Regions from separate parts of the Muntiacus reevesi genome. Here region 2 is linked to region 1. A link is a contact called in public Hi-C data. All regions are on one chromosome and are shown on one strand. Each heading gives the region's core, a stretch centred on a gene start, on an enhancer-like site or on the middle of the called end of the contact. The rest is flanking DNA. Distances are from core to core; before and after follow the strand shown. Region 1 holds the start of TOE1 (target of EGR1, exonuclease). Region 2 holds the start of UROD (uroporphyrinogen decarboxylase).

Region 1 (7,589 bases), core at 2,198-4,697:
TAAGAGGCCAGAGCTGGGCTGAGTCAAAGACTAAAGCCTCCTGTGCAGGAGCATCTGCGTATCGCTGGGAGCTCAGGTGTAAGAGGTTAATCTCCTTAGGGATGTAGCACATTTACATTGAAACAGCCTTTTTTTTTTTTTTTAATTGGAGGCTTATTACTTTACAATATTGTAGTGGTTTTTGCCATACACTGACATGAATCAGCCATGGCTTGATTCCCCATCCTGTGCTCCCCATCCTGAACCCCCCCCACCTCCCTCTCCATCCCATCCCTCTGGGTCATCTCAGTGCACCAGCCCTGAGCACTTGTCTCATGCATCAAACCTGGACTGGCTATCTGTGAAACAGCTTGAGTAATCATCAAGTCTAAACCTTCATCCTATACAAAGGAGAAACCTCAGTGATGATTTTAAAAATAAAAGGCAAAGGGAAAAAAAACAGAGAAACTAAGGATCAGAGAGGGTAAAAGATTTGCCTGAAAGCAGATGGCAAGTTGGGAAGAGGGGGAAATGAGCTATTTTTATTTCTAATCTTCTCCTGATTTAGTAAATCACAGCTGCCTATCCACTAGTAATGAGAAAACATCTGGTTGATCTTCACTGCGCCCTAACTGTTCTGGCTGCTGATTTTACCTTTTATCTAACAGCTAAGTTAGTGAGTGTTATACATACCAGACCCAATGTAAATGCTTTACCAGATTTCTTACTCAGTCACTTAACAATCTCATGAGGTATGTTCTAGGATTACCTTCATTTCAGTTATAAGGAAGTTGAGGCTTATAATTAAGCAACTTTTTGATTCAAACTCCAAAGGTCTGTCTACAGAGCTATACCTGGCTATACTGCAGTCTCTGCTGAAACTCTGGTTCAAACTCTCTCCTCAAACTTTTGCTTCACACCTCATTTTCTTTTTTTTTTTAACTGAAAGATAATTACTTTACAGAATTTTGCTGTTCTCTGTCAAACCTCAACATGAATCAGCCATAGGTATACATATATCCCCCCCTTTTGAAACTCCCTTCCCGTCCCACCCCTCTAGGTTGATACAGAGCCCCTGTTTGAGTTTCCTGAGCCAAACAGCAAATTCCTGCTGGCTATCTATTTTACATATGGTAATATAAGTTTCCATGTTACTCTTTCCATACATCTCACCCTCTCCTCCCCTCTCCCCATGTCTATAAGTCTATTCTCTATGTCTGATTCTCCACTGTTGCTCTGTAAATAAATTCTTCAGTACCATTTTTCTAGATTTTGTATATATGTGTTAGAATACAGTATTTATCTTTCTCTTTCTGACTCACTTCACTCTGTATAATAGGTTCTAGGTTCATCCATCTCATTAGAACTGACTCAAACGTGTTCCTTTTTATGGCTGAGTAATATTCCATTGTGTATATATACCACAACTTCTTTATCCATTTATCTGTTGATGGACATCTAGGCTGCTTCCATGTTCTAGCTAGGCTTCACACCTCATTTTCATCAAAAGAACTTGCTTCCGCCTTCAGAAAAAAGAACCAATGCATAAACTTCCCTCCATCTGCATTTTCCTTCTCCCTTATCCAATCATATGGAGGAATGTTTTCTCCTCCTCTTCCAATTCCATCCATAAGACACACACGCTTCCTAGCAAAACTTTCTTAGCCAAACTCACTGATTTCCATAATTACTAATGGAGTGCCTACTATGTGCCAAGCAGTTTTAGGTACTTGGAATACTTCAATAAATAAAATATCAAAGGTTTGGGCCTTCACAGAGTTTATGGGATTGACAAAAAACAATGTACAAAATCAGCCAATTATATAGGATGTTAGGTGATAAAAACTAGCATAAACAGTCAAAGTAGACTTGTAAAGGGGATAAGAAGTAAGTGAGGGTGGTGGAATGTTGCAATGTTAAAAGAACATGGTCAAGGTGGGCCTTGTTAGAGCAATGTTTGACCAATGACTTTAAGCAGTTAAAGGAGTTACCCATATGGATGACTACCTGTGGGAAAGGCATCCTGAGAAGCTAGTGCAAAGGCCCTAAGCAGGGTACCTGGTGTGTTTGTAGAATGAGGAAGTCAGTGTGGTTAGAAACTGAATAAGGAAGGGGTGAGCAGCAGGTGAGGTCAAAGAGGTAAAGAAAGGGAAAGTGAAAGTCACTCAGTCGTTTCCGACTTTGTGACTGTAGCCCTCCAGGCTCTTCTATCCATGAGCTTCTCTAGGCAAGAATACTGGAGTTTGCTGCCATTTCAAACAAGGTGGGGGGAATAGGATTACAAAGTACCTTGTAGGCCACCAGAGGACTTTGGCTGTCACACCCATTGCTCTCAGGAGCCAATCCTCTTAATGTATCTTTGTAGGATACAAACAGCTCAACCTGCCTCATCCCCTCACCCACTGTGCTCCAGCCATGTTTGCCTGAAATAGTTGCAAATTCCCAAAGTGTCTGTCCACCTTGAGGCCTCACCTAGTTCATTTCCTCTGCTTGGACAGCTCTTCTGTTTTACCTAAGGTTTATTCACTCTTCAGGTCTTGACTTAAATGTTCAAATCAGATCCCTCCAGTCTTACCCACTTCTGTACTTCTCCATTGTTGCTCTTATACCAATCATAATTTCATGTTTATTTGTGAGCAGATCAGTGTCTGCTTTCCTCACTTAACTGTAAAATTCCATGAAAAGAAACTTGGGTGTCTTTTGTTGACACTGTTGTGCAGAGCACAGTGCCAGGCAAACTGCATAAAAAGTACCCCTTCTTTCCAGAATGGGAGAAATCCAAACAATTCAGAATGATGATGAAAAGATTCAATAGAGAGAAAGGATGAACTGGAAACAGCAAATAATCAGAGAGAGAAAAGGTTCAGAGTCCTTGGTGGAAACTAGAGCTCTTGGGAAAGTTCTGGTCCACGGTAGGGGCAACTCTCAGTAGCAGAAAATCAAATCCAAAACCTCTCAGGAGTAACTATAACTCCTAACTGCTTACACGCTGTCACTGCTGGAGCCTAATTCTAGTCGTCATCACGCGCGTCTATTGTTTCAAAAGTGTCCCTTTCACCCTCCTCAGCCTCATCTCCTGCCCGCTCCCCGCTCCTTTCACTTGCTGGAATGCAATGAGCTCTCCACCCTCCCTAGGAGCTTGCCTTTTCCCAAATCTTTTTTCCCCCACACTCTTTAGTCTGCATAACTTATACGCTTGCTTTAAGCTTAGCTCAGGTATCATCTCATCCTCTACAGACATAAAACCCCCAACCCCCACCCCTGGGCAGAGTCGATGAAGACAGCGTAACGCGAAAGCCTGCGTTCCCGCCGGGTCGCACGGGAAGAAGGAATTACCTCCCGCGTGATTTCCCGCGCCAAGCTCACCGACGAACTCCAGGGGGCGTGGCCCCGGCCAATTTTGGCGGCGAGCCGAACCACGCCGGCCAATACGCTTCCAGCGCGCGCCAGGCTGCCTCCTCCGCGCCAGACCCAGGCGACCTTAAAGGAAGTCCTAACGTTCGGCGATTCTTGGCGTGAGACCCCGCCCCATCCCCGACTGCAGGAACCGAGAGAGGAGACGAAGCGGAAGTCCCCCGTGCCCAGTGACTATACTGGCGAGGGACCCGCGGTGTCATGGCCGCCGACAGTGACGATGGCGCAGCCTCAGCTCCCGCGGTCTCAGACGGTGAGTGGCTTTCCCAGGGGCCGTTTTCAAAGCCTGTGCGCTCCGCGGTAGCGGAGGCCCACGGACTCGTAGTTCTAAGAAGCAGGCCTCAAGTTTCAGAGGACTAGCGCCTTCCTTTTGAATCAGCCACGAGGAGACTACATGTCCCGGTGTGCACCGCGGTTCCGCCTCCAAAAGCCTGGAGTGTTGGCAGGATAGTTAGGACTCGTGGGGGCATGTCGGGAGATGTAGTCTGGGGTTTATAGCTCTGTTAATTGGGGGAGGTTGGGAGTTGTGGTCCACAGGAAGTAGGACGGATTGGGGCGTTATTTATTAGGCTCTGGCGCGTACTGGCTACTGCCACTTGTGGCTATGAGGAACCATGGGAACGGTTACAGAGCGTTGTGGGATTTTAAAGGGCCTGAAGACCTCAAGCCTTACAAAATATTTCCTGCAGGATATGGGGAAAAGGAACCTCAACAGATTGTCTAGTTCAGCCTTCCTCTTTTACAGGTTTTGATGCTAAGGGGAAAATTTTTCCCAGAATTTTACATCGGCCACTGGAAGACCCAAGCTTTCTCTCCCCAAATTCAGGGCATTGTTCACTCCAATCCTGTTTATAAAGCATATGCAATATAACGCTTGACGGGAAAGCTGCCCCTACCCCCAGCCATGGCCTAGCTTGGTGTCTGTTCCCTTGGGCTCTTTCCTGAGTGTTAATGTCCATCACCCTTCTTATCTCCAGATGGTGTCAGCCAAAGCACAAAATCTGGGGAGGAGCTAGTAGTCCAGGTTCCCGTGGTGGATGTGCAAAGTGACAACTTCAAGGAGATGTGGCCATCCCTCCTCCTGGCTATAAAGACGGCTAACTTTGTGGCTGTGGACACGGTTAGAGCTGGGGAACTGGGAGAGCAGGTGGTGGTGAAAGGGCTGGTACTGCAGAACCTAACACAGCTCTCCCTTTACTGATCCACAGGAACTGAGTGGGCTTGGGGACAGGAAGTGTTTGCTGAACCAGTAAGTATAAGCCCTGATCTCTTTAGTCCTAGCCTTGCCAAGAAGGGCAGACCTCAACCCTGGAGTGGAGGTCACAGCCTTGGGTGGTTTGGGTCTTTCATGAAGCTAACTCCCAGCCACAGCCACCCCCAAACCCAACCCCAAGGTGCATCGAGGAACGTTACAAGGCCGTGTGTCATGCTGCCAGGACCCGTTCCATCCTCTCCCTGGGCCTCGCCTGCTTCAAGCAGCAGCCAGACAAGGTATGGGTTACTCTCACCCCCATCCCAGGTCTGTGGCTAGGGAAGGAGGGATTGAGATACTGAGGAACATCAGCTATGACGTTTTTTCTCCTAAGGCTGGATGTTGCAGAATCTTTTCTTCTCCCAGGGTGAACACTCATACCTGGCCCAAGTGTTCAATCTGACCCTACTGTGCATGGAAGAGTATGTCATTGAACCAAAGTCTGTGCAGTTCCTGGTACAGCACGGCTTCAACTTCAACCGGCAGTACGCTCAGGGAATCCCCTACCACAAGGGGAATGACAAGGTAGATCTTCAGCCTTGAGACTGCCTCTCCTGTGAATTCATTTCTTACTACTCTAGGCTGGGTACACTGGGGAGGATCTGCTTCTTAGGGAGTATGGGGACTCACCAGTGACAGAGCTGGAGAAACAAAATTGATACACTGGTGAATAGCAGTAAATTAGATGAAAGCAAGGAGAACTTTCCAGGTAAGGATGCCTGGTGGGACAGGTGTCTTGCAAGAGAGGTTCCCTAAGGCACTCTATCCTTCCTGATGACCCCTTTCTTTCCACGTAGGGTGATGAGAGTCAGAGACAGTCAGTGAGGACACTGTTCCTGGAGTTGATCCGGGCCCGCCGGCCCCTGGTACTACACAACGGTCTGATAGACTTGGTGTTCCTCTACCAGAACTTTTACGCACACCTGCCCGAGAACTTGGGAACCTTCACTGCTGACCTGTGTGAAATGTTCCCCGCTGGCATTTATGACACCAAATATGCTGCTGAGTTTCATGCCCGTTTTCTGGCCTCCTACCTAGAATATGCCTTCCGGAAATGGTGAGGGACTGGTTGAGGGAACAGGGTGGGGCCTGGCATAAGCCTGATTATTTCACTCACTTAAGATATTCAGTGAGTGCCTACCATGGGCCAGGCAGTGCTTTAGTGCCGAGGGTTCAGCAGTGAACAAAACAGACAAAACCCCTGCTGTCATGGAGCTTACATGCTAGTGGACCCATATCCTCTTGTGATGTTGCAGTGAGCGGGAAAATGGGAAGCAGCGGGCAGCCGGCAGCCCACACCTAACCCTGGAGTTCTGTAGCTATCCTTCTAGCATGAGGGCCCATATTGACTACCGCTGCTGTGCGCCACCCCCCACCTGCCGTACTCATTCCACCAGCATCTGTGACAACTTCTCGGTGAGCACACCTGCCCATTTCCTGGGGAAGGGACTTTGATGCCTGGAAACCCTCTCTAAGCTTCTTTCCTACCTCTAGGCCTATGGCTGGTGCCCCCTGGGACCACAGTGTCCTCGGTCCCATGATATTGACCTTATCATTGACACTGATGAAGCTGCGGTGGAGGACAAGAGGCGACGGAGACGACGTAAGGAAAAACGGCGGAGGGCTTTGTTGGGCCTGCCTGGGAAACAGCCTTCTGGGGAAGCTGAGGACAGTCCTCCCACCAAGCAGGTCTGTAAGGACGACCTCAAGCCTGAGGAAACTGAGCAGGAGGTGGCTGAGGATGAGACTGGGACCCAACCTGGCTCTGAGCAAGGTCCCACAAATGACCTGGAGATGGAGCCTAAAGCAACAAGTGCTGAAACCACTGACATGGCCACCTCAGAAGCCCCAGAGAGGCAAGTCACAACTGACATGGCCACCTCAGAAGCCCCAGAGAGTCAAGTCAGTCCTAACCCAGTGCCTGGGGATGGACTGCATCGGGCTGGTTTTGATGCCTTTATGACAGGTTACGTGATGGCCTATTTGGGAGTGAGCCAAGGATCCCAGCCCTGTAGCTCTGAACCATGGCTACCTGAATGTCACAACAAGGTATACCTGAGTGGCAAAGCTGTCCCCCTCACAGTGGTTAAGAGCCAGTTCTCCCGTTCTTCCAAAGCCCACAACCAGAAGATGAAGCTGGCTTGGGGCAGCAGCTGACCCAACTTCTACACAGCACTCAGGGCCTAGGAAGAGAAGCTAAGAGTGGATCAAAGGGGTCTGGATCCCTCTAGCCTGTGAGTGACTTAATCCCAACTACTCGGGGATAGGATGGGGTCCTGGCTGAGATACTGTTGCACTGCTTTGGCATCTCTGCCTTTACCTTAGAGGCTGAAGAACAAGGGTACAAGTAAGAAGGCTGACCAGCACCTGTAACACCGACTTTATTCATTTTTAAATCTCAAAGTGTCCTGGGAAAGTTTTACCAAAAAAAAAAAAACAAAACCAGAAATAAGATATGAAAATATCTGACCAGCTTCATCTTTGGTTATTTCTTATTGCGGTTCTATTAGGACAGACTGTTCCCATAGCTCCGGCCATAGCAGAAAGGGAAGAAATCAGTCCACGTATAAACCAGTTGGGTGTATCGTGTTGACAAATATACAGAGCAGGCCCTAGGGCCTACAAAATCAGCCCCACTCCCAACCACAGGGTTGGAAGTCTTTTAGGGCAGAACATTAAGACTCCTTCATAAATATGAAAATAGATTAATCAACTGGAAAAGATCTTTGAATAGGTTAGCTGAGAGCCACGACCACCACTCTGCCTTGCCTTGCATAGAAATGTAGTGACATGGTCTGGCCGTGCAGTAAGTGCAAACAGCAATTATTCAAGTGTCTTAGACATTCTGGCAAGAAGCACCCCAGTCTTTAGGTCTGAGAAATAGCCATGCCCTTTATGGTCTCCTGGTCAGCTCCAGGTTCCATCCATTAGCTTATATGCCCCA
Region 2 (7,589 bases), core at 2,249-4,748, 290 kb before region 1:
GCACAGTGGAGCTGAGCTGGAAGTCCATCAGGTAAGGGTGGAGGTGTGGAGGGATTCCAATAGGACTTCCAAGATGGAGGGGGTGGACTGAGTCTGGCCTGTGGGGATTCAGGTTTGGCTGTGGCTTAGAGGTAAGAGTTCTGAATCTAGCAGGATGTTACTACATCTTGCTTGGGGTGGGAGGAGTCCCAGCACCCACCGTGTAGGAGGAAACGTCTATGCTCTCCACATACTGCTTCACGCTACCCAGGTTCTCATCCTCCTTGCCCAGGTGGTCGTACAAGAAGTGGATCAGGTCCTCGTCGCACTCGTAGGTCCACGTCGGGGGCACATAGCTAAGCGACCCCAAGTCCCTAATTAGGTCGGGCCCAGACCTGGAGCTCCTTCCTCCCCAGCCCATCCCAGGTAACTCACAGTAGCCTTTGTACAGCTTCAGCGTATGCCTCGGCCGGCTGAGGCCTTGATCCCAGGCGATGCGAGTATGTCAAGTCCACCACCTGTTCCCATCTGTGCGCACAGAATGGGGCACGGGATATGGAGACCTCAGCAGGCGGCAGAAGACCCTGGAGCCTTCTCCAGCGCTCTGGCTCCTCTAAACCGTGCCTCCAGAAGCCGCACCCCAGCTCCCTTTAGGTCCCGCCCCCTTTGTTGTCAATCCTATCAGATCACACCGCCCGGGCTGTGCCAGTCTAGGGCCTGGCAATCGGCCAGCAAGCCCCACTCCTCCCAGCGCAGGACCTGAGCACCGGGCGGTAGTCCACTCCGAAGAGCTGCTGCTGCCGCTGGAGGTGGTCTGGAGTGTCGATGGGTACCAGGCGGGCCCCGCCCTCGGCCGGGCGGCACACCAGGAGCCAGCCTTCGTCCAGCCCGCAGTCGCCCAGGTGTTCCGTCAGCTGCTCCTGCCGGGACGCGCCAGACGAGGACAGCCGTCAGGGAACTGTCAGCGGCCCGCCCTGCCCAGCCCAGGGCGAAGGGCACCGGACGCTAAATCAGCTCGATATGGGCGAGGGAAGGGGACCACCCAGGGGCTTCCCTGCTCCCGAGGTCTTTTGCACCTTGGTCAACTTCACCCAGAGCCCGTGGCCGTTGCACAGCTCTTCGCCTGTGGTGCGCACGCAGGCACCGCGCCGCAGCTCAATGCTGTCGCGGGCGGCGCGGAGGGGCCCGGAGCCGGTACCGGGGGCCGGGCCCGTGGCTCCCACACGCAGCCCCAGGCCTTCCGCCTCCCACACTGGCAGCAGCACGCGCGACGGTCCCGCCGGGTCCTTGTAAAGCTTGTAGAGCACCTCGCGTGGCACGAAGGCTAGCGCCGCCGGCAGCGGCCGCCCGGCACGGAGGCTCTTCGCTGCCTCCGCCAGAAAGCGCACACGGCCCAGCAGCTGCCGCGGGGACTCTAGCGCCGCGCCCGGGCCCGGGCCAGCCATGGCGATGTGGCCCAGGGAAGCCGGCGGGCGATCCGGGCAGAGGAGCTTCGGCCGAACCAGCAGAAAGAGCTTCCCACCACCTTCAGCCCCGCCCTCGACCAGCCTTCGCCGTAAGTTCTGGACTACGCGCACCTCATATTGCCGCCGTATTGGCCTGTGTACTTGGATATTTAATTCTGTTATCTAGTTCTGTGTCTTCCACTCAGTCAGCCAGACCCAAGTTCCGAAGTTTCTGATCAATCTCCCCACTCCATTCCCATTGCTACTACCACTTTCCCCCATTGCTACTACTCTCCTTTAAGCCACCATCCATCCTATCGAGCCCAAAACGCTACTCCTTCGACCTTCTGGAACTTCCTTGCTCCCAGTGAGTCTCACTACAACCAGCTGAATCTTTAAGAATCTATTAGCTATCTTGTCAGGCTTCCCATCCTAGAAGCAGTGTGACTAAAATGTTTGGGAAAATAATCCCTCCCCAGCCTGGTTGCTGACGGAACTATTGAGCCATTTAGACTTGTTCCTGGTGGTTACTCCTAACCGCAGGACACTGGTGATCATTATCCAGTTTCTCCCAGTAATTCTAAACCAAATGATAGGAAAGGCCAACGTGGGAAGAGAGGAGGCAAAAACAAACAAACAACAAACAAACCAACCATGTACAGAAGTTGTTAGTGATGTACAATCACGGAGGAAAAGGAAACTTAGTCCCTCCCCCACCCTTGTTTATTGAAAAGTTTACTGAGATGTAACTCATACCATATGAAGTGTACAAATTTCAAGTGTACAAATCAGTTTTTAATATATAACATTAATTTTTAATAGTAAAAAACACATATAACAAAATTTGCAATCTTGACCGTTTTTTTAAGTGTACAGTTATCTATTTCCAAAACTTTTTCATCACCCCAAACAGGAAACTCTAATCTTAAGCAATAACTCCTCATTGTCCCCACTCCCTAGTTCCTGGGGACTAATCTACTAAAGCTCTAATCTACTTTCTGCCTCTAAGAATTGGCCTATTCTAGATTATTTCATAAGTGGAACAATACAGTATTTGTCATTTTGTGTCTGTCTTATTTCACTCAGCCTAATGTTACAGCAATGTTGTTGCATGTATCAGAACTTTATTTTTATGGCTGAATAATGTTCCATTGTATAAAGACACTACATTTTGTTTATCCATTCATTTGTTGATGGACACTTGGGTGGAAACTTTGTTTTGATATAGTTATCAAATAAAGGTATCAATAAATAAATAATCCCATGTAATTTTGAGAGTTTTCCATTTTTTTCTCCTTAGTAAATTTGGAACACAGTGCCTCTGTGCTGGTCTCTCCAAGCGCTTTGTATGCTGTCACACTACTACAAGATAAAGTGAATATGTGCACTTAACAAAGGCCTGCATGAGCTGAACTCTGTGGATAGTTCCAGACTATTTAAATCCACTAGCTTGATATTCCATTTTCCATTAAGCCAATTGCTCTTTGGCATTTTCTCTTTGCATATGTTGTTCCCTTTGCTTGGAGTACCCCATTGCTTTCCCCAATTAAATGGAGTCCTTGCTGTTTGCGTCTAGCTTTTCCCCTTTAAAACATTTACCATTGTGATAGCTGATTTCTGTGTTTCCTCATCAGTCTGTAGCTCTGTAAAGAAAGAAAATGCCTCGTTCACCACTGTAACCTCTGCACCTACTATAGTGCCCGCCTCTTTCTAGGTAATATAAATATTATTTCAGTTTCCTGTACAACTTTGTGCTACCACAGTTGTGGCTGGTTGGGCCCAGCATAAAATTATTAGAATCGTGGAGAATGGGAGTGAAAAGTGAGCCTTGGGCCGAGTTTTCTGGGGTTCCCAGAAAGGCAGAGAAGAGCAAACTTTTCACACCATCCGAAGTGTATTTACAACAAAGTTCTTTGGGGAAGTTGGGGCGGGGGTGGGGGTGGGGGGGCGGTGAATGTGTGTTTGTTGCTGCGTCGCTACAGCGGACTTTACGGTGAAGAGACTAGGGGTGGGGTCCTACCGGCAGCAGCTGGGGCAGCCCAGGAGCGGTAGCGGGAGTCTGATCATGTGACCTTCAACATGGCGACTGCCCTGGCTTATCGCTGGAAGGGGCGGAGCCTGGGCAAAGGGCAGGCTCAGATTCAGTCTATAACCGGGACTGTGCTCGCGTTTACGGACAGCTTATCATGGAGGCGAAAGAGTCTAGGTGAGTTCTCTGGGCCACCACGCAGTGTGGCCATAGGGGCTTCTGACCTGAATCTTTCAGCCTAGGAATCTGCTTCTTCCCCAACCCGGAGAACCCAAGTCGCTGGGATTCCAAATCCTCCAACCATGGATTCCTAAAATATTCATCCCAGGGACTACCTAGCTGGACTGCGTACCCCAGACCTTAATTTAGGAGACGCCCCCTGGACTTTCTAATCCTCAACTAAGATCCGTATTTCGGACTTTCATCTCTGATTCCCCCATGACTATCCCCCCGCCTGGAGATTTTTCAGCCCCAAAACCTTCCAGCCCCGGAACTAGCTCACTGGTACCCTTGTTCCAGAGACACCCCTTCCCCCCCCCCCCCCCCAATTCTCCTAAGTGACTTTTCGTTCCCTCAACCCCACTCTCCCAGTCCTTCCAGTGGCTTTGAGCCTGGGGAAACTGGGACTATGCGTAGGGTAAAGGCCCCAGCACCGGCCTTTCTAGTCCTGTACACCACCTGATAGGCAGAGGGCGAAATCGGCGGGGAGGCGCAGCTTGGTAGCTGGTCTGGAGAAGGCAGATAGCCGTGCTGGATGGACCGTATCCGCCTTTAGAACCCGAGCCCTGCCCAACCCCCAGCCTAGTTCACTGAGATCTACCCTTCCCTCCTCCTGATCCCCAGACCTCAGGGTTTCCCGGAGCTTAAGAATGACACCTTCCTTCGAGCAGCCTGGGGAGAAGAAACAGACTACACTCCTGTTTGGTGCATGCGGCAGGCAGGACGCTACTTACCAGGTCAGGGTCAGGGCCTCGGAGTCTAGGTAAAATTCTGGAGAGGGAAAAGTTTTTGAGGGGCAGAGAAGGGCTCTTGGAGGTTCCTCAAGGCTGAGCCCTGCCTTACCTTTTCTGTCTGCAGAGTTTAGGGAAACTCGGGCTGCCCAGGACTTTTTCAGCACCTGTCGCTCCCCAGAAGCCTGCTGTGAACTTACCCTGCAGGTGAGGGGTCAAACAAAAGAGGAGGGATTTAGGCCCTCCGCAGGCCACCTAGCAATCTGTCTTCTGTTCCCTATAGCCACTGCGTCGATTCCCTCTGGATGCTGCCATCATCTTCTCCGACATCCTTGTTGTACCCCAGGTACCTGCTCAGATCTGACTCACAAACGTGTAAAACAGAAAGGACAGTCAAGACTCAAGAAAAGCACTTATCCTTATGGGACAGAGGGAAAAACAGGCTGGAGGAGACGGAGCTTGGCCGAGTTTCATTCTCCTTTTCCTCCTTCCTGGCATGGGTTGAACAGATCTCGTTCTCCAGGAGTTACAGGTTGGGAACCCAGATGTTTTCTCCCCTGCCAGGCACTGGGCATGGAGGTGACCATGGTACCTGGCAAAGGGCCCAGCTTCCCAGAACCATTAAGAGAAGAGCGGGACTTAGAGCGCCTCCGGGATCCAGCAGCAGTGGCCTCTGAGCTGGGCTATGTGTTCCAGGCCATCACTCTCACTCGACAGCAGCTGGCTGGGCGTGTGCCACTGATTGGCTTTGCTGGTGCCCCGGTAATATGGCCCAGGGCAGGGACTTGGGCTAGGAGAAATTACTTTGGCAGGTCTGGGTGAAGACAAGGGAAGAAGTGTCAGTCTGGCTTTTGCCTTTTGCAGTGGACTCTGATGACATACATGGTTGAGGGTGGCGGCTCAAGCACCATGTCTCAGGCCAAGCGCTGGCTTTACCAGAGACCACAAGCCAGTCACCAGCTGCTTCGCATCCTCACTGATGCTCTTGTCCCTTATCTGGTAGGACAAGTGGCTGCTGGTGCCCAGGTAAGACCTGAGGGAGAGACAAATAGCCTGGGCTTAATTTTTAAGGACCAGAAACAATACAGTTCCTTATACCTGAGAAGCTAGGTATCTTAATGCCAGGCACAAAAGAGGCTTGACCTGCAATAATCTGGCTGGAGCAGCTAAGCCCAGACACTGGCAGGGGGGTTAGTACTCTGTTCAAAGATGAAAGCTAGCACTGGGATCTGGAGAAGGCAAAACTCTTTGACTGGAACTGGATTTATAGGTTTCGGCAATCTCAGGGATGAAGTCACTTGGGGAAAATTGAGGCACATTCTACATGTGGGGCCAGATAATTCCTCTTTGTATGTTATGTATTTCATTTATTGTCCCCACCCCGTAATTGTAGGCATTGCAGCTCTTTGAGTCCCATGCAGGGCATCTTGGCCCGCAACTCTTCAGTAAGTTTGCACTGCCCTACATCCGTGACGTGTCCAAGCGAGTGAAGGCCGGGCTGCAGGAGGCAGGCCTGGCACCGGTGCCCATGGTAAGGATGGGGATGAGCTGAGTGAAGGTGGGCTCATGGACCTATCAGGTTAAGTCCTGCATGGAACTAAGTGACCACTAGAGGGCAGCAGAAGTGTGACTAAGGTATATTATTAATAGCCAGCAGAGCAAAGCTCTCTGCAGCCTGAGATTTGCCCTTTCCCCCAGATCATCTTTGCTAAGGATGGACATTTTGCCCTGGAGGAGCTGGCCCAGGCTGGCTATGAGGTGGTTGGGCTTGACTGGACAGTGGCCCCCGAGAAAGCCCGGTGAGTGATGGAAGGTGAGGTGGAGCAGGGAACAGCTGCCATATGTGCAGTCACCAGAACAGGGCACTGACTCTGCTTCCAGGGAACTCGTGGGAAAGACGGTGACCCTGCAGGGCAACCTGGACCCCTGTGCCCTGTATGCATCTGAGGTAACAACCAGGCTCTTGTGTGTGTGTCGGTGACTTTGTCTCTGCACTCTCATGGTTCTGGACATGGTTGTGTTTATTACTATGTGTGTGTTTTCATCATCGGTTTATCCCTCCCTCTACTCCATTCACAACATGGACTCTAGTAAGGCAGGAGTTTCTTTTCATTGATTTTGTTCATTTGGCTTTTCTTAGTGCCTGGTCCATACTAGGCATCCGATAGTTTTTTCTGAATGACTGAGTAATACTGAGTGCCTCCGGGTATATGTCACTATTATGTATATGGAGGGCAGAGGCGTGCTGGCCCCCCGGCACCCAGTGCCCTGTTGGTCCCCCCAGGAGGAGATTGGGAAGCTGGTGCAGCAGATGCTGAATGACTTTGGGCCACAGCGCTACATTGCCAACCTGGGCCATGGACTTTACCCTGACATGGACCCGGAACATGTGGGAGCCTTTGTGGATGCTGTGCACAAACACTCTCGCCTGCTTCGACAGAATTGAGCGTGCCCCTTTTCCCTAAAGTACCACTGACACAGATGATTGTTTCCAGGAGAATAAAAGTTCCAGAGTTGAAGTCTTGCATGTGGTTTTGTTTGTGAAAGATCTGTGCCCTTACCCTCTGTTCCTTCTTAGCGTCTTCCTTCCCTGGGCTGCTTCTTGCATCCTCTCCCACAAGTCATTAGAGCTCAGATATCAGTGCCTAGGCACTGTCGGACTTCATGTCAGGGCCCTGACACCATCGTGCTCTAAGATCTCCAAGCCCCAGAGCCACATGGGGTTGCATAGATCTTCCTAGGAGTGGGAGCTGTGACATGTGCAGGGAAATGGGGTCCCTACAGCATGTGATAGAGAAGGAAATGGCAACCCACTCCAGTACTCTTGCCTAGAAAACTCCATGGATGGAAGAGCCTGGTGGGCTACAGTCCATGGGGTCGCAAAGAGTCGGACACGACTGAGCGACTTCACTTTCACTTTACAGCATGTGAAGCCAGGGCTTTGTGTCTGGGGAGGAAGGGCGTAGAGATCAGACAGGGACACAGCAATGGTTAGAATATTCAGAAAGGCCTGTTGAGGAAGATGGAGTCTAGGTCAGCAGGAAGAAGCTGAGAGGCCTTCAGCTTTAACCCGAAAAGTTGGGAAGAGGGCATAAAGATTGGCTGAGTTGCTCAGACATGCATCACTGAGCTGAGAAGGCTTCTAACACCAATAGACTTCTTTTCTGTGCATACCCTCTATGAGAC

What was found. A called contact is a pair of places that touch in the nucleus more often than the background predicts.
Region 2: a contact with region 1 is called in a Hi-C map of muscle, with 5 times the contacts expected there. The contact joins the promoter of UROD here to the promoter of TOE1 in region 1. A contact is called at or near these places in 2 of 3 Hi-C or Micro-C datasets (blood and muscle).

Annotation. Positions count from the first base shown.
Region 1 is chr1:159,502,365-159,509,953 of mMunRee1.1, reverse strand. TOE1 (target of EGR1, exonuclease) reads left to right here and starts at 3,447. Exons shown (of 8, transcript XM_065914167.1): 1 at 3,447-3,646; 2 at 4,371-4,513; 3 at 4,602-4,642; 4 at 4,788-4,884; 5 at 5,012-5,170; 6 at 5,443-5,702; 7 at 5,902-6,061; 8 at 6,140-7,087. The coding sequence starts at 3,595. The coding sequence ends at 6,802. It overlaps MUTYH (mutY DNA glycosylase), which reads right to left and starts at 3,484. Exons shown (of 16, transcript XM_065914135.1): 1 at 3,346-3,484. It overlaps TESK2 (testis associated actin remodelling kinase 2), which reads right to left. Exons shown (of 10, transcript XM_065914122.1): 10 at 7,008-7,589.
Region 2 is chr1:159,790,232-159,797,820 of mMunRee1.1, reverse strand. UROD (uroporphyrinogen decarboxylase) reads left to right here and starts at 3,498. Exons shown (of 10, transcript XM_065929389.1): 1 at 3,498-3,630; 2 at 4,297-4,409; 3 at 4,531-4,610; 4 at 4,687-4,749; 5 at 4,968-5,165; 6 at 5,268-5,429; 7 at 5,797-5,934; 8 at 6,102-6,202; 9 at 6,285-6,351; 10 at 6,688-6,922. The coding sequence starts at 3,611. The coding sequence ends at 6,849. It overlaps HECTD3 (HECT domain E3 ubiquitin protein ligase 3), which reads right to left and starts at 2,606. Exons shown (of 21, transcript XM_065914226.1): 1 at 1,056-2,606; 2 at 739-899; 3 at 415-507; 4 at 200-335. The coding sequence starts at 1,424.